2 separate regions of the Zea mays genome follow, and region 1 is linked to region 2. A link is a contact called in public Hi-C data. All regions are on one chromosome and are shown on one strand. The core of a region is the stretch at or near the end of the contact, and the rest is flanking DNA. Distances in the headings are between cores, read along the strand shown.

What was found. Hi-C and Micro-C count contacts between places; a contact is called where the count stands out from the background.
Region 1: a contact with region 2 is called in a Hi-C map of ear, with 2.6 times the contacts expected there. The contact joins the promoter of LOC100382145 here to the promoter of LOC100274084 in region 2. A contact is called at or near these places in 4 of 25 Hi-C or Micro-C datasets (ear, leaf and tassel).

Annotation. Positions count from the first base shown.
Region 1 is chr2:28,125,771-28,130,716 of Zm-B73-REFERENCE-NAM-5.0, reverse strand. It overlaps LOC100382145, which reads left to right and starts at 3,485. Exons shown (of 6, transcript NM_001174905.1): 1 at 3,485-4,029; 2 at 4,742-4,840. The coding sequence starts at 3,574.
Region 2 is chr2:27,952,604-27,957,997 of Zm-B73-REFERENCE-NAM-5.0, reverse strand. It overlaps LOC100274084 (putative magnesium transporter NIPA4), which reads right to left and starts at 1,605. Exons shown (of 9, transcript NM_001148463.1): 1 at 1,172-1,605; 2 at 527-583; 3 at 260-350; 4 at 6-166. The coding sequence starts at 1,352. LOC100502273 reads right to left here. Exons shown (of 6, transcript NM_001196750.1): 3 at 4,020-4,085; 4 at 3,614-3,735; 5 at 3,409-3,537; 6 at 2,598-2,919. The coding sequence ends at 2,806. It also overlaps the pseudogene LOC109943980.

The sequences.
Region 1 (4,946 bases), core at 2,236-4,735, 170 kb before region 2:
TTGGGGGTACCCCTAATTACGGTACCCAACAAGACTTGTACAACATAATTTATTTGTGTCTGGTTTCTCTTAGAGATTTATGTAGGTTTGTACGATACTTAAAGCAATACAACATTAGTTAATACACTAGATTTAGTCGTATTAGGTAATGTAGATTTATGCAAGCTATTGTGACATATAAAAACATAATCTCCCTAACGGGTACCAAATTACCAGGTACCCAAAGAAGGCCCATGACTCTTGATGGCCCACCTGATGACTAGGTCCCTGTCGAGCAACTCTACGAGGCGGAGGCTGACGAGCAACTCTGCGAGGCGAAGTCCTGACCAGGTTGTAATTCGGCACACGTCCATGGCCCCCCGGCTCCCAGGCTCGCCTATCACTCACCAGATGATCACTCACATACGCTTGTACTCGCCCGGTATGAAAATGAGGTGGGTACTATTGATCCACGTCATCCATGATAGGTCGCGTTGTCACTAAACTCCGTCCGAACCAATCAATGGCACGCCATACCGAAGGGGTGCGGGAAGTATATGTTGAAGTAACATCACATCACCACATACGGTCTTTACCGCTCCCCGTCTTCGCCTTGTGGGTCCAACCGACCCTAGTCATGGAGGACCTAAGCACCGGAGTCTCTACAGTAATCTACATACCGGACAGGACGGAGCAATACACCATACCGGTTGTATGCTTACGCATGCCGGAAGGGTGACACAAGGTTTCTGACAAAGAGGCAAGGTCACGCCATGCACGGCCCCAAACATACCCTGACTCTGCCGTGTAGTACCCATCAAGCGTCGCTATGGGGACCTCAGAGTCAGACTCGCTAGAGGGTCCTGTATACCAGGCGGATAAGGTGGTTCGCCATGCCAGGTGTACGACTACGCATGAGCCTAAAGGCGACGCCAGGAAAACTACTCAGCAGGACTACCGAAGACAAAAGATCACGCCCTTGCCAATATGAAACAAGTCCCATCTGTAAGGTCATTCCCTTGAACTATAAAAGGGCAGGACCCTCTCTCATTTTGAGCACACACCTGTTGTAACACGATCTCGAGAGCAAGACAAGGATCAGTACTACACTGGACTAGGCGAAAGCCTGGACCAGTATAATCACTCTATCTTAACCATTTATTCGAGTCACATGCGATTCACCATTCAGTGTGAGTCTGCGCTAGCCTCCCATCCCGAACAAAAATTTTATTGTCCCTCTGGTTTCCGAAACCATGACACTCCCCCATCTTCCCACCTCTCCTATAACATGAGAGATATATGGTAGCACATAAAGGTATGAAGATGACTACATGTAACAAAATATAAGTAACTAAAACAAAATCGTATTATGGATAATGCTGGATGCAAACCTTTCATTCCGTGCAATAATAAAGACCTCAGTGAAGCACATACCTATAAGCTTTTTTTAAATGGAGCACATCTATAGATGCACATTGTATCAAAAACTGAGATATAGAGTTACTTTGTAAAAATATATATGAACATAACACATTTCAGGTCCATATGTACTTACAAGACAAAGTCGTAGGAATTTTATCCTCTAATGCACATGATTTTTATCCTTTTTTTCATATGAATTTTACTAGCTATGCACTAGTTAGAGTGTTAGACATGTCTTCTGCGTAGAACAATTGAACATCAATGCATTATATATGTTTGTGCTAATTTAGGATGCATGCATAGTCTAATGCAAACAAATAAGCGTGTAAGGAGACATCGCAAATCGTTAGAGCACCTCTAAGAAACTATTTACATTCTATTTAATTTAGAGAAATAGAGATGGTAGTGAAAAAACACCCTCCGAGATCTTATTTAGATCTCTAAATATTGACATGCTTTATTCTAAATTTTTCATTAGTTAACAATAAAAAATGAGTATAGCACTTTAAAGTGTGCACAAGGTAAACTATTGGAGGGTACAACCAACTCTTCAGATGATAATTTAGAAAGCAAATTTTAAAAAGACACTTGAAGATGCTCCTATGTCTTTTTTTTTTAAAATGGAAGGGTATAGCGACATAGCATATCATATTGTTCGACATGGCTAGCTAGACTCTTTTACCTATGTGCCATTGTAAAATATCACAGTTTCTTCCATATTAGTGCAAAATTTTAGCTCTGCACTACTGTAGCATGAAACTTAATTTCTCTATGTGCGCATAAACAATTCTAATAAATATAATAAATTTGCAATGTATTATTTTTTTATAATTGCAACAACCAAAATAAGTATTTAAGTTAAATAGTTCTAGACATTGAAATGTACTTCTATATGTTCTAGATGATAATTTTGGACCCTTTATGTCTCGATTTATTTGATTTAGAATCTGTTTGGTTCGCTGGCACTCTCACTATAGTTTATCACGTCTAAGATTAGGAAGATTTCACCAGTTTAGGCCTATGTTTGGTTTGTAGCCACGATTGTAGCAAGATTTTTCTCTTGCTGTGTAGGTCTCACTTATCAATAACTTAAAAGGTGTGACGAAATTCTCTTATCTTACGCATGATAAGATGTGCGCGAATAATTTAAGTGCCTAATCTTATCTTAGACAAGTGTAACGAAAAATATGTAACTTTTGGCACCTTAGTTATATAACCAAACATGTCATTAAACCGTAGTTTTGGTTGTAACAATTGTGGGACTTTTTTAGATGTATTATAAATTTATTATAGTTATTGGAAATTCATATATGCACATATAAGCTGTCACCATGGTATCAGAGTAAAAAATTATTTTTTAATGCAAAATACATGCCGTTACAGTGACATTAGAGAGAGAAAATAACCTTTTAAATGCATTTTCTACTGAGGGAAAAACATCATTTTCATTGGATGTTAACTGCTGTCATTAGAAAAATAGACGACAGTGGTGGTCTACAAAGAAAAGAAGTTTCTTGCGACCATAGGAGAGAACTTTAAAGCGGACAGTGTAAAATAGGGACGTAAAATTGTATTGTTTGTAGAATGAAATTTGAAATAGAGATGAGATGAGAAATTAAGGATCAGCTTTATCGACTCATATTATAGAAAAAATATGATTGTTTATAATGACATACATGTAAGAGCATCTCTAATTGTGCCTTAAACCAGTGCTCTATCTTAAAATATAGGGTTCAACACATAAAAACAACTCCAACCGTGCTCTATTTTATAATTTTTTTGTGAAAAAAATATAGAGCACTCCATAAAGTAACACAAATATACTACACCCTAGACTAGTACCTATCTTTATTTTCTACAGCATTCTCAACATTTTATTTTTTAATAACATAATTCATTTTCGAAAATATATTATTTAGGACTTAACTGTTAGAGCGTAATTTATCACTAGTACACTAAACAATTTGAATTATATAGTATTTTAATTTTTAAGGTACTATTTTAAATCATGTTGTTGGAGATGCTCCAAACATCAGCTGTTCCTTACTGGGCCGCTCGGCCCGTATTCCCTGCTCGTTCAGTCGTCCTCTTCCTCCAAACCTTTCCGCTGCCGGTGAACTTCCTCCACCTGAAGCCCCTACCACGATAAGCCCTAATCCCAGCGCCACCTCGATGGCGACCACCTCTTTCTTTCATCCGCTCGCCGCCCCGATGGACCGCGGTAGCGTTTGTTTTCGTCGCTGCCCGTTCAGCCTAACCATCCCCGCCCGTACAGCGCCCCGGCGACCGGCGCCGCTTCTCGTCGTCCGCGCTAAGCGCGCCGGCAGCCAGCCCCCTGCTGCCGCCGCCTCGCGTCAGCCCGCGAATCCCAGCGCGGTCCCGAAGCGGGACGTGGAAGAAGAGGAGGAGGAGGTCGAGGAGGAGATGCCCTGGATCCAGGACAAGGCGCTGGACCTCGTGGAGTTCACTGGCACCGTCACACAGGCCATCCCAGGGCCCCGTGTTGGCTCTAGCCCTGTTCCATGGCTTCTCGCGGTTCCCCTCGCCTACGTCGGGGTCTCCTTTGTGCTCGCGGTCGTCCGCACCGTGCGCAAGTTCACCTCGCCGCACACTAAGAAGAAGCGAAGGGTAGGAACATTGGTTTGCAGGGTCTAGCTTCATTGGATTTGCTGTTTAGAGGGTTTGCTTTGTCAGAGTGATGGGAAATGATAAATGATAGATTCCATTCCTTCTTTCAGCAGCTAATTTGTGTTCGCAAATTTATCTATCTGTTGCATTACTGTATAGCATCTTGGAATTATACTAAGGGGGTGTTTGGTTGCTCCTGCTAAAGTTTAGCCCGGGTCACATCAAGCGTTTGACTTTTAAATAGGAGTATGAAATATAGACCCAACCAATTGGACTAGATTCGTCTCGTCTTTTAATCTTCGGCTGACAAATTAGTTTTATAATCCGACTACATTTAATACCCGGAACGGAGGTTTAAACATTCGATGGGATAGGGGCTAAACTTTAGCGGGGTGTAACCAAACACCCCCTAAATAAACTTTTTACAGCCTTTCTTAAATTAAACTAAAAGAGCCTGCAATTTCAGTTCTAAAACATTTTATAAATTTACTCCTCTATAGTCATCAACTAGATACCTTTTTAAATATGTAGAGGTGCTAAAGCAAATTTGAGCTTTCTGCCTTTCTTTCTTTGTTGATTGCAAGCTTGATGTTATCCTAAATTTGATATTTTCCCATTTGCATGCTATTTTTTCGCAAACAGATTGCAATCTAGAACTATTTGGTGTCTAGGTTTTGTTGGCACTTAATATTAAAGAAGTATTCCTCTGTAGGTGAGTAAGAATATATTCTTGTTGAAGTCACTAGATGATCTGTTTCAGAAGGGCAGGGAGGCAATAAATTATCCTGCTCTTCAGGACCTAATGCAAAAGGTATGTTGCCTATTTTTCCATTGGTTTTATACTTTTATTTTTGATTTGAGAAACTGATTTAGGTCCTGTTTGGAAGAAACCCAGTTTTTAAGAAACCCGTTTTTAT
Region 2 (5,394 bases), core at 356-2,855:
AATACCTGGTTCCGTAGCCAGATCCCACACTTCTGTCACTGACTCGATTTCACGCTCTGGTGGAGCATGAAGGACAATTGTGGTGGATCCCACAACACATAGCGCGCATCCAAGAATTCCAAATATGTGCAGCTTCTCCCGCAGCATTACATGTGCAAGCACAGCGCTGGAGAACAGAAGATAGCTCCAGATTACTGATACAGTCAACAAAAGGTTGCAGTAAGGCAATACATACAGTTCTATGACTGAGAATTCGTGCCTGATAATAATGCTAAGAGCACCGAGAGGAGTGACCAAAATAGCCGGTGCAAATGCATAAGCTGCGAAATTTGCAACTTCTCCAACAATCACTGCAAAAGAATTTCACAGAAGAGACAGTATGTTAAGTGTTAGAGTGGACGCATTAACCAATTCAACCTAAAAACTTAAGCCGATAGGAGAAGTTAGGCAATCCATTTATACGCTTCAACATTAAGAAGCTATCTATTACAACGAAATAGAAGAAAAAGAAGAGGTAAGCACTTACTTGTTATCATGCCAACCCACCAAAGAGGCTCATATAAATAAGAATAGCCACCAACCCCTGTCATAACAATAACATGGAACATTAATACTGCAGTTTGCTAGTATAAATAGACAGACGCCTCAGGGTAAGAGTACAAATGAGGCCTGAAATTGCGATATAAAATCCTGTAGGAGGGGTGGGGCGTCCGAGATATAACATGACATAAGCCTTCTCGATTTTGGGCATAAGTCAGAGATGTCATGTGCGTGGGTATCTGTCATTGAAATTTTTAAGTCGGGTCACACATTATTTACCAGCAATGCAATGCACAATTTACTTAATCAACAAAGTGGTTTGCTAGAGAAAGGTGCATTTTGGTGCAGAAATACAGTGAGCTTTAGTCAGTTAATCACTGAAGCAGTTGAACTCCAACTGCAGCTGTTACATAAACATAAAAAAATGAAATCTTTCATCAACAACAGTTCTACATATCAATAGTGACTAACGAGACATGTTAACTCGGGAATGAGGTTCAAACTAATGGATTTGGCATCAGTTCTATGATGAAGCACAGAGTGAAGACAACTGGCCAATTCTCCAAGACGTATTGAAGAAGCAGGCAAGCGCACGGCGTAGGGACAGGGGAAGGGAAAAGAGAAAGGGTACCCGCTCTGACGCCGGAGGATGCGGCCTTCTTGAGTCCCTTCTTCTTGATAATGAAGCTGGCGCCGATGAAGAGGCTGGAGGAGAGCGCGAGCACCAGGCCCTTGATGTTATCCGCGGACATGCCCGTGTACCACCTACCCCCGCCTGAGGCGGAGGCGGCAGCGGTCGAAGTTACATCCATGGGTCGGGCCCTATAAGGGTATGATGCTCAGCAGAGTCACCGCGCGGAGGTCGACGAGAAGGGGGCTGGTGGTGCCCTAGTTGGTGTCATGAGGAGGGGCGGTGCGCATGCGGCAGCGGAGCGAAAGCGAGATCCCCCTCTCCCGCCCTATCCTTGGTTGTGCGGCGGGACGGCGGTTGGATACCGTACAGGCGATGGTTTTGCCTTGTCGGCTTGTCTTCACTCCTCGCCGGGGGCGAGGGAAGCCGGCCGGTTGTCGGTCTGGTGGTGCGGCTGCGGCGAGAGGGGAGGGCTTCCTCGGCTCCTTTTCCTTTTGCAGCCCAGTCCTCAAGTTACTTGCTTTTTCCCAAAGCAGGGACATGGTGGATTTCTTGCAATTTCCCCTCTTTTCTTATCCAAACGTAAACAAGTTGAAATTAAAGCCTCTCCCTCTCTCGTATTCTAATGGTCATCGTCTTCGGCCCGTTCGGTCAGGTTGAAACAAGACTAGGAACTATTTCAGGTTATCAATTGTTATACTACAAATTATACAATTATTTTAATTAAAATTTTTTTTGAGTAGATTCCTGAATAACCGAACGGGTCTTTCGTCGGATTTGTGAGGACGAAGAATCATTCCCAGCCCTGTTCTCAGTATACATTCCATAAATTTCTCTCGATCTAAATTAGTTCCTTAGCATATTACAATTCTACAAATTTAAATTTTAAAATTATATATCTTATGATTTTAAATCTTGTTTGCTTAACATATATTGATTTGATATAATCAGTTTGCTTTTATCTCTAAATATTATTTCCTCTGTTTTTTTTTTCATTTGTTACGTTTTAGTTCAACAAAAATAAATTTATATTCTAACGAAGACAGATTATCCGCGAACGGGGATGGCGAGACGGTAAATTCTTTATTGGCATCCTTGCTCGCGATACAGGAGCTAACAATCGGCTCACGTTTTTTTAATACTAAATAAAAAGACTATACATGAACAATATAATTTAGTAATAGCTAATTGATGGTTAGAGTCCATTAATCTTTATTCGTCCACAATTAGCTCAAACGTAATCTGCTTCCACAAGATGTGTTATTGTGGATTGAGATGAAATATCATCTGCACGACTGCACGGCACAAATAAATAGAAGTGAGGCTGTTTTCTGTCACATATAGACATGTTGATATTGCTGTCCACCAGTAGAAGCGCAAGGCCAACCACCGAGATACTTGGAGTAGCGAGCTTAGGCAACCAACGAACCGAAGTATGGCTGTTTCTTATATAGATGACAGTGTCTGATACTGTATCATGCCGGTATTGATGCCACCCACCCGTGCCTCTGCTACTTAGCTGCGGTTGGGAGGCAAGACTACATATTGTCAGGTAAGTTTAACTTGATACATCATTATATAGCTGCTGCCAATTGTCTTCACCACATATAGCAATATACAGGACCAAAACCATGTTAACAGCAGCTGCCTGTGGCGGCGTCAGCTTCTGGAGCCTTCTGCTTGAAGATGTTCTTCTTGCTGACCCCTGCTGAGGAAGCATCCGCCAGGAGGCTTGGCGTGTCTAAGATCTGCAACGTGCATACAGGCCAATACTATAAATAACAAGGATCTTATCTATCTGCTTCCTTCCCCATTTAAGGGGGTGTTTGGTTTCTAGAGACTAAGGTGTTGTTTGAATGCACTAGAGCTAATATTTAGCTGGCTAAAAAATTACTAGTGAAATTAGCTAACTAACGAATAGCTAATAGTTGAACTATTAGCTATGGTGTTTGGATGTCTCCAACTAATTTTAGCTACTAACTATCAGCTCTAGTGCATTCAAACACCCTCTTATTTTTAGTCCCACTATTTTATTCCCTAAACTGCCAAATGTCTATTTTAGTTTCCGTATTTGATAATTTAGAAACTAAAATGGAATAAAATGGAGAGACTAAAATTTTGTCCCTAGAAACCAAACACCCCCTAAATCTCAATAGTCGATTTGCAGGTATGTGCAGCTTGGAATATTGTCAAGAATAAGGCGGCATACATGGTACTGCGAAAATATATATACATACCTTTAGAACCAGTTCCTCAAAACACTGTTCTACGTTTACTTTTGTTTTCGCACTGCATTCTAGAAACAAACAACCGTATTCCCTGGCAAATTCAATTCCCTCCTTTTTCGTGACAGCCCTCTCACTTTCCTGCCAAAACGAACTGTTTAAATCAGTTGTTTCCAAAGGTGCAAAAGGAGACTACAAAATTTTACAATTGCTTTACCTTGTCTACTTTATTTCCAACAAGCATCTTTACACAGTCCTGGTTGGTTGAATACAGGTCAATTTCCTTGGCCCATATATCAGAAAGATTGGTGAACGTCTCTCGTCGACTGACATCATACACTGGAAATTTGATGACACATAAAATTATCATGTGTGTCTATGCAATAATTCAACAGAGCCAAACAAGATGCAAGCAGATAAAAAAGGGCAAGCACAAATACAACAGGAAATGTGTTGCCAAGTGTGGTGACTCTAAAGCTATGCAAAACTTGGTAATGGAATTTAGACACTTTGGTTGATAAAAAGAAATTATCCTATTTAACAATATCAACTAGAGAGTGTCTTAGTAGGAAAAAAAGTGCAATGCGACAAATTTACAGGACAGTAGTAGTTACGAGTAATACCCATAATGATCCCCTGTGCCCCTCTGTAGTAAGAGCTGGTCAAGGTCCTAAACCTCTCTTGTCCAGCTGCATAACAGGTAATCGTCAGCGACAACAAAGGCACAATCATACTCAAAGAATGTAAGATGTACAAATAGAGAGGGTAAAGAATAAGATGGACACAATCAGAACAAGAATGGCACTGTCCAATGGAATAGCTAGCTCTTCCAAACAAAATACGGAGGGAAAAGGACAGACCAAAATGATTGTTTTCTGCTACTATTGGACTCGGTCACTTGCCTCTGATAAGTCACCATGTAACTTTCGAGCCTCTCTATCTGTCCAAACATCATCCTATTGCTTAGGGAAAAAAATTCCATCATCCATTCACGCTGCAAAATGAGGCTTCTCGCTGTCCCACACCGCGCGCCGCACCACCACAGCCCTCCTGCGCTCCGCGCCACTGCAGCCCTCACGCTCCTCCCCAGATGGCCAAAAGGGGGCGGAAGTCGAGCCGGTTAGGAGAAGATGGAACCCACACCGATCTCCCACATTATCGGTCCGCACGGAAACCACCGGCCATCTTGCCTGCGTGCCGCACATGGTCGACCCAGACGAGAAGGTTTTGGGCTGCCATGGAGAGAGGAAGAAATGTTGTCGCCGGTGTTAGTTCACTGACGCGCTGCCATGGGCAATTGGGGGCTGCCGTCACATGCAGCACTAACATGGGATGTCTTACCGTCGCCGGCAGCGAGGCAACCATGAGAGCTAATGGCATGCCGCCCACATTCTTAAATTCAACCTAGTCTTTAGGGACTTGCTGCCCGTGCAGCGTCTATTCTTCTATGGCAACAGGCCTTCTCGACATCTCCAACGGCTTCACGCTCCCCAAGCAGCCACGGTTTAATTACTCTCTCGCCGCTGCACTAGGACACTTCTACTCATTGGCTAGGATGCTGACTTGCGAGATGACAGCCAAACTCGTGGACTCCATGAGGTGTAGGCTGCTATATTCTGCCTCGACACCAAGTTCAGCAAGAAGACCGTCGTGGTGTTGGATGCACCCCTGCTGCTGCTAAACCACAGGACCATAGGCGCCACGATAACTAGGACCTCCGTTGGCACCATGGCATCATGCTTGCGGCATTCCACTTCACTGAGAAGCAGTCCCAATCTTCGCTGTGGCCTGTGGTGCTCCTCCTACCCGTGATTTGTTTGCTGAAAAGTCCCCGTCCTGTATATGCTGCTTCAAACGTGCTGAGCCATTGGATTTCAGTTGGGACATAGGTAAAGAATTGACAAGTAAGCTCTGTTGGATTCATTAGAGCATTTTTATTATTTTTTTTCTTCTCCATTTGGTGCTGTGATGTTTTGTGTGCGGTTTAACGGATTTGGA